2 separate regions of the Zeugodacus cucurbitae genome follow, and region 2 is linked to region 1. The links are chromatin contacts, called in public Hi-C maps. All regions are on one chromosome and are shown on one strand. Each heading gives the region's core, a stretch centred on a gene start, on an enhancer-like site or on the middle of the called end of the contact. The rest is flanking DNA. Distances are from core to core; before and after follow the strand shown. Region 1 holds the start of LOC105214733. Region 2 holds the start of LOC105214692 (DNA-directed RNA polymerase I subunit RPA43).

Region 1 (3,521 bases), core at 259-2,758:
ATATTGTTAAATCCATTCTGAACACGCTCTACACACTGTTCCTGCACGACAGCAAAGGTTTCATCAATAATCAACGCTTTGAGGTGCTGATGCAGCCATTGGTCGATCAGCTGGAGAATCGTTTGGTGCTGGAGAGTGAAGAATTGCAACAGGTCTTGCAGACGTGTCTTGCCCAACTGGCTGCGGCCGTCTCCAATGACATCATGTGGAAGCAACTGAACCATCAAGTGTTGATGAAGACGCGCACCAATGTGCCGGAGGTGCGCATTCTGTCCTTCAATTGTTGTCTGGAGATTGTGCGTAAACTGGGCGAAGACTTTACGCCACTGCTGCCGGAAACGGTGCCTTTCGTTGCTGAGCTCTTGGAGGATGAGAATCAACGTGTGGAGAAGAATACACGCAAAGCTGTGCAAGAGCTGGAGAACATACTTGGCGAATCGTTGCAGAGTTACTTATAAGTTTGCTGTTAAAATATTTACAAAAACAAATCAAAAATGTGTCTGAAGCCTAATAAATATCGTAAGAAGATCTATATGAATTAAAGCATCCAATCTGATTTTGAAATGTTACAAGAATTTACTGTCTACTAATATATTTTTGGATCCACGGAGCTTGAGTGAAAACGAATGTTCTTCAATCAAAAGCCTCAAAACTAACTAGTCTCAATCAAACTAAAAACTTTAAGCACTAATCAAACGGTATTTAAACGATGTTTTTGGGTCTCAAAGTTGCAGCAAAGTTTTATCATCAATCAAATATATTATATAACATCAATCAATCATTCAAATTAACATCAAGCACAGCAGAAAATGTTTTCCTAAAAATCTGCAATCAAATTAGCAGCTCAATTTTTGTTTTAAAAAAGAAGTCTTCAGCAAGCAAACAAAAGAATATTTTACATGAACAAAAATTTAAATACACGTCAAGCCTACAAGAAATTTTTAAAATAAGTTTCCAGTTAAATTTTTCAACTCAGAACCAAGATTACATTAAATTATAAAAAATTTATATCAATCATTCATCAATCAAAAAAATATTTCAATCATTGCTTATATACCAAACAGAATTAATCCAGTACGAATTCACATCAATCAAATATGCCATACTAAAATGTCATCAAACATCATTCATATTCATTCATAATCAAACATATAGATAATTCCACAAAGCATATTCAAATTTTTGAAATCAACGGTTCAAGCAATAACATTTTCATAAATCAAGGAATTCTTGTAAGCCTCTTTTCATAACTCAAACTTACATCAAGCGTTTACCTATATCATCAATCAAAATTTTCCACAAGCACATTTCACCAGGTAAGACTATTTGAAACGTAATCATTCATTATCTAAAGCTATAATAAATAATAATATATTCTGACTTAGAATGATATGATTGACGACAGAAAGTTGTTGCAACAAGTCCAAATTCACATCAATCAAACATTTTATACTAAAATTAGTTAAACAAAAACAGAGAATTCCCTAAGCCTCATTTTAATTTTTGAACTCAATGGTTCAAGCAATAAAATTTTAATCAATCAAGGAATTATTTTTTCATAATACAAATCTAAATACATCAAGCAATGAATACATATATGGTACCTACATCACCAATCAAAATTTTCATCAAGCATATTTCACCAGGTAAGATTTGAAACGTAATCATGCATTATACAAAGCTATAATAAATAATATATAGATCAGAGAGCTACGATTGGGTGGTATATAGTATAAACTTAGAACCTATCTATAGAGAGAGACGAAATATTTCCTAGTATACATATATGCCCAGATTTGGGCGTTTAAATTGCATTTTATGAGGTAATGATCTGTGGACTTAACTAATTGAAGTTAAGTTTTTCTCGAATTCTTAATTGGGAAGCCCTGAAGACATTCTATGGGAGATGTCCGACGTACTGTTAAGAGAACAAAAATTTAATTCCCTGAAACTAAATTAAGCGCTGATTAAAAATTGGAGGATTATGTCACGACTTCGTACACAGTTGTTAAGAGAAGAGGGAAAACGAAGTCAATGTCGAATCTTAATTCTATACTTTAACTTAACACTCCAAGTATTCTTGGATCCCGAATTATCAGGAACTTAAGAGTGAAATCACTACTATATACTAATGTTTCGTCAAATAAGATAGTCAAAGTTTTCTCATAGAGGATCTATACAACTAAAGGGTTTTTCAAAAGGGACGCTACAAAAGTAGACCAATAGGGACAGCAAACGACGCTATATTTTTTCGTCTTGAACATTTTTCTTAAATAAGGTTTGCACAGTCATAATGGAAAGATATACGATCCAACAACGAGTCGAAATCATTAATATTTACTACCGAAATTCGGAGTCAATGGCCTAAACTTAAAGAGCGCTACATCCTGCGTAGCGAGGAAGCTCATTTCTGACTGAATGACTTTGAGAATAACCAAAATGTGCGTTACTCCATGAGTCACAATTGCATCCCGAAAAATTTGGGTTTGACGTGGTTTATGGGCCGGCGGCGTCATTGGGCCGTACTTCTTCCATGATGATCAAGACCGGCACGTTACTTTTACCGCTCAATGATAACCGACAGCCCGAATGACCCGAATTGGATGATATGGACTTGGACAATAGTACGGCGCCATAAGCCACACAGCGAATGTCACAACCGATTTATTGAAAACCAAGTATGGGCAAAGTGTTATTTCATGAAATGGCCCAGTTAATTGGCCACCTCGGTCGTGCGATTTAACGTCGTTAGTCTATTTCATGTGGGGTTACGTCAAGGCTATGATCTATGCCAACACGAAAGTGTCGATGAGCCACAACCGCACTTTTCTTGGAATTAAAAAAGGAAAGCAAGATTTCTTTCACTTTGGAATTTTCCTTCCATAACTCGGAAGTCTCTCTAAATCGATGTTTTTTTGGTGGATTATGGTGATTGGAGTTGGCAAAGTTAAATTTACTTCAGCTGCAGTGTGGGCTTTAGTACTGACCAGATTAAGATATTTGGCATTCATCACTTAATCACCTTAAAAGAATGATAGCGAAATATAACGGTCAAAAGGTACTAAAACTGTCACTTCATATCAGACTTTGACGCTTTGACTTGTATTAAGCTATCGGTATATTAAACACAAAACTGAAAGCCCTAAAGTCTGGTATGCAGTCGAGTCGAGTGTAGGCTAAATACGATGATAAAAACAAGTAAGGAAGGGCTAAGTTCGGGTGTAACCGAACATTTTATACTCTCGCAATTTATTTATTTAACTTAATTAATATTATATAATACACAATTTGACCCACATATTCGTCATATATATGGTATAAAGTCCATTGAAAGTTGGAAACGCTAATATTAGGTTAAAAGCACCATGTTCGATCTATGGGGCCTTGAAAACCTATGGTCCGATTTCGGCGATTTTTAGAATGGGGCTGCCACACTATTAACATAGTATTTGTGAAAAGTTCTGCACCGATATCTTCACTAGTGCTTACTTTACATATTGTAAAGTAAACTATTCAGGTCT
Region 2 (3,521 bases), core at 396-2,895, 140 kb after region 1:
CTTTCACTACACAAAGCAAGTAAAATCTAAAAAGGATTTCCTATTAACTTCTATAATATAAGAATTGAAATTTTTTTTGTTTTATATTCAACTTCTTTTTTTATTAATGCTAAATTTACAAAATAGCTTATTCAAACTTAAATATATTGCATTATTATAAAAAACTGGTATGCATATCAACTAGCAAATATACATATTTTCCATACAAATGTATACTATTTTTGTACACTTGCATACCTAGCATTATTATTAGTTTTTAAAATAAGAAGCTCACTGCACAAAGTACAGTTTTACTAAGTATATTTTTAAAACATATTTGCGTTTCAAACTTAAGATTTTTTATTTTAAAAAAGTCCAAACACTTTTGTTTTACACACTACAAGATGTTGTTGTTGTAGTAGCAGTAAATAGTTACTTATAATTTGGAGAATCGGAGGACACAAACTACAGCATACTCGAAGTCAGTAGCTAACTTAGCGATATACTATTTGTTTTTGGCTTGCGTTTCTTAGTTGGCGTTGTAAACAAATCTTCAAATTCTTCCGTTTTAATTTGTGTTGCATTTAATAATTCACCATTTATTTTCTTCGTTTTACTTTTCACTGTAGCTTTTTCTTTTACAATCTGGACTTCTTCCACACTATCGTTATGTTTACGTTTCTTCTTGTCTGATGAAGGCTCTTTTTTAATAGTCGTCGGTTCATTAAATGACACATTACTTTCGCTGGCCTTTCGCTTTCTTTTGCTGGCATGAAGTTTATCTTTTTTCTTGTTTGCTTTTGATGGCGTGCCATCATCTTCCGAAGCATGATCTTTTTTTATTAAAGTAACTAACTCGTCAAGTTCCTGATTATCACGCACTTCAATGCCGGAATCAATGTTGCTTTCCGCACTTTCAGGTTCAACTTTGATAAATTTATGCTGCAAATTTTAAATACATAATTAATATAGATAGATACTAAGAGTTGTAACAACAGCTTTTCCACTTACCGTAATTTTATCACCTTTAGCTGTCACAAGATCGCCTTCAATGTATGGAAATACATTTTGCAAATTGAAATTTTTTATCCGAAATTGTACAGTATCATCCATTTTAAACTCTTCCTTATTGATTTTTGCTGCAAACCGAATGCTCACGTTGAAAACTCTGTAAATGATTACGCCGATATGATGATTACCAATATGCTTGACCACACCGCTCAGTACCGCACCAGCGACGGGACAAAACACAAAGCAATCGGCATTCACGTCAACATGTATACGTGGATCATCTGCTCTTAATGCAGCTGCGGTGCTCAACAATTTGATACACTTTATGTCCAACACGATCCCCTCTAGACTGGCATCATAGTAGCCAACTTTCCGACGCATTATATGAGCACTGAGCGCATGTTGAAAATCGGCCAGGCAATACGGCCCTAATGATACATGTAAATTGGAATTTATTTTACGCACACAGGAACCTTCTTGTTTCGTATAGGATTCCAACTCTTTTATTGTGTATTTCACATATTCTTGCAGTCTTTTTGCCATTTTTATTTCATTAAATTCACACTAAATTAGAAATATTAGACACAAGCACATTGAAATTAATTCCAACTAAATTCCAACCTCGTTAAATGTCAAATCGAACTATTGTTGCACTGAACGTGCACTCATAAGTGAATAATACACTGAACATACTGGGAAGTATTTAAAATTTGTTTTATATTATTTCACAATATGAGCTACTGTGTTTTTTTTATTTTTATTATTATATTGAATAAATATATAACAATTGTAGCATTTCAAAATTTATATAATCGTGTCAGAAACTATTGGAAACTATATAAATATACTTAAGTGGCAACATTGCGGCGAATCCACAAACCATATAACAGCTGACTGCTGATGAACCTGTAATTTGTAAATTGCTTATGTTTGCGAAACTTTTTATTTTTTTGTGTAATAAAACAGTTTTCAAACAAAAAAGTAAAAGTTGTGTATTCAAATAAATTCGCAACGTGTTCGATAAGTACAATCGTTGGAAATTTGCAAATTTTTTTAACAACAAAACTAACACCATAACTTATTATAGCTACATATATCAATGGTTTATCATATGTGAAAATGTTTATCTTTATTTAAAAAAGAAAGCAAAGCCAAATGAAATATATATGTATTTAAGTATTTAACTAAGCAGATTTGATACAGTTGGATTAAGCACATCGTTAACTAATAATGGTATCGATAGGGCATAAACGTTTGATAATTTTGTTTGCATTATGTGTGGTACTCTTGATCCTACGACATCTGTTCATCAAGGGTTTTATCTACGTTGTAAGTAAGCATCAAACTATTAATAATTTATCTGAGCAACTTAAAAATAGTATTTCTACCTCTTAAAACCCTATAGCCAGAGCCTGCGTCAGAGCCAGCACGCTTACCCGGAATGCCCGTGTTGGTGACAGTGTTCTATGAAGCATTATGTAGTGATTCAAAGCATTTCATAATCAAACAATTATTGCCGGCTTATAAACAAGCTGCGCCACTCATGGCAGTTGAATTGGTGCCCTATGGCAAAGCACAAACATATAAACTTTCAGATGGCACATATCGTTTTGAGTGCCAACATGGCAATGTCGAATGCGAAGCTAACATGTATCATTCCTGTATAATTGAGAGCGTTGAAATTGAACTTCGCCTCAATATGATTGCGTGTATGATACATGATAATCGAAATCCCAAAGAAGCTATGCTAAAGGTATGTAACTCATATCCACTCTTGTAATTAACTGTAAATTATTTATATTTTGCATTTGTATATAGCTTTATTAGTACAAGTGCAGTTAAGTGCTTTGTGTATTTATAAGAAGACATGCAATTATATTGACATAAGATAAAACAATGCATGTCATTTATTTGCATGATCACTGCCAACTGCACTATTATTATATTTCTTAATACACTTGACGTATGCAAACGCATACAAGTATATTTTTGCTTTGTATATATATGTGTTTATCTGCGACTACTAATCTATAAATCGAATTTATTTATTATTTCCTTATAGTGTGCCCGCCAATATGGTATTACAAATACTGATTTCATACAAAAATGCATGAGCAGTGGTCATGCTGCAGAATTACTAAAGATTAACGGTGAGGCCACACATGCATTACGTCCGCCAGTTAGTTTTATACCCACTATCACACTGGATGGTAATCAACATGGACAGCCAGCCATTTTAAAAGACTTGTTGGGTGAAGTATGCAAAATATTTGGCGATACAGAGAGAGCCGCAGAATATTGCACGCCATAGAATAAATATTGGAAGTTTGCCAAATGAAATAGTAGCTATGTAATTTCAACGCAACACGTATGAACAAAAGCATTTTTTAATACTTATCATTTTAAATTTTTACGCTAAAATTCTATATATGTGAATTTGATAAATTTAAGCTAAAAATGTCAAAAATCAATTATGTATAATGCACAAAGGGTAAACTATATATTAAAAAAAAAAAACACTTTCACATGAG

The links. A called contact is a pair of places that touch in the nucleus more often than the background predicts.
Region 2: a Hi-C map of whole body shows a contact between it and region 1, with 2.7 times the contacts expected there. The contact joins the promoter of LOC105214692 here to the promoter of LOC105214733 in region 1. A contact is called at or near these places in 2 of 2 Hi-C or Micro-C datasets (both in whole body).

What each region holds. Positions count from the first base shown.
Region 1 is chr3:67,964,195-67,967,715 of idZeuCucr1.2, forward strand. It overlaps LOC105214733, which reads left to right and starts at 1,509. Exons shown (of 13, transcript XM_054228229.1): 1 at 1,509-1,646. LOC105214690 (HEAT repeat-containing protein 1 homolog) reads left to right here. Exons shown (of 3, transcript XM_011188244.3): 3 at 1-546. The coding sequence ends at 458.
Region 2 is chr3:68,100,134-68,103,654 of idZeuCucr1.2, forward strand. LOC105214692 (DNA-directed RNA polymerase I subunit RPA43) reads right to left here and starts at 1,646. Exons shown (of 2, transcript XM_011188251.3): 1 at 991-1,646; 2 at 299-921. The coding sequence starts at 1,533. The coding sequence ends at 469. LOC105214693 (gamma-interferon-inducible lysosomal thiol reductase) reads left to right here and starts at 1,868. Exons shown (of 3, transcript XM_011188253.3): 1 at 1,868-2,319; 2 at 2,396-2,743; 3 at 3,053-3,521. The coding sequence starts at 2,221. The coding sequence ends at 3,301.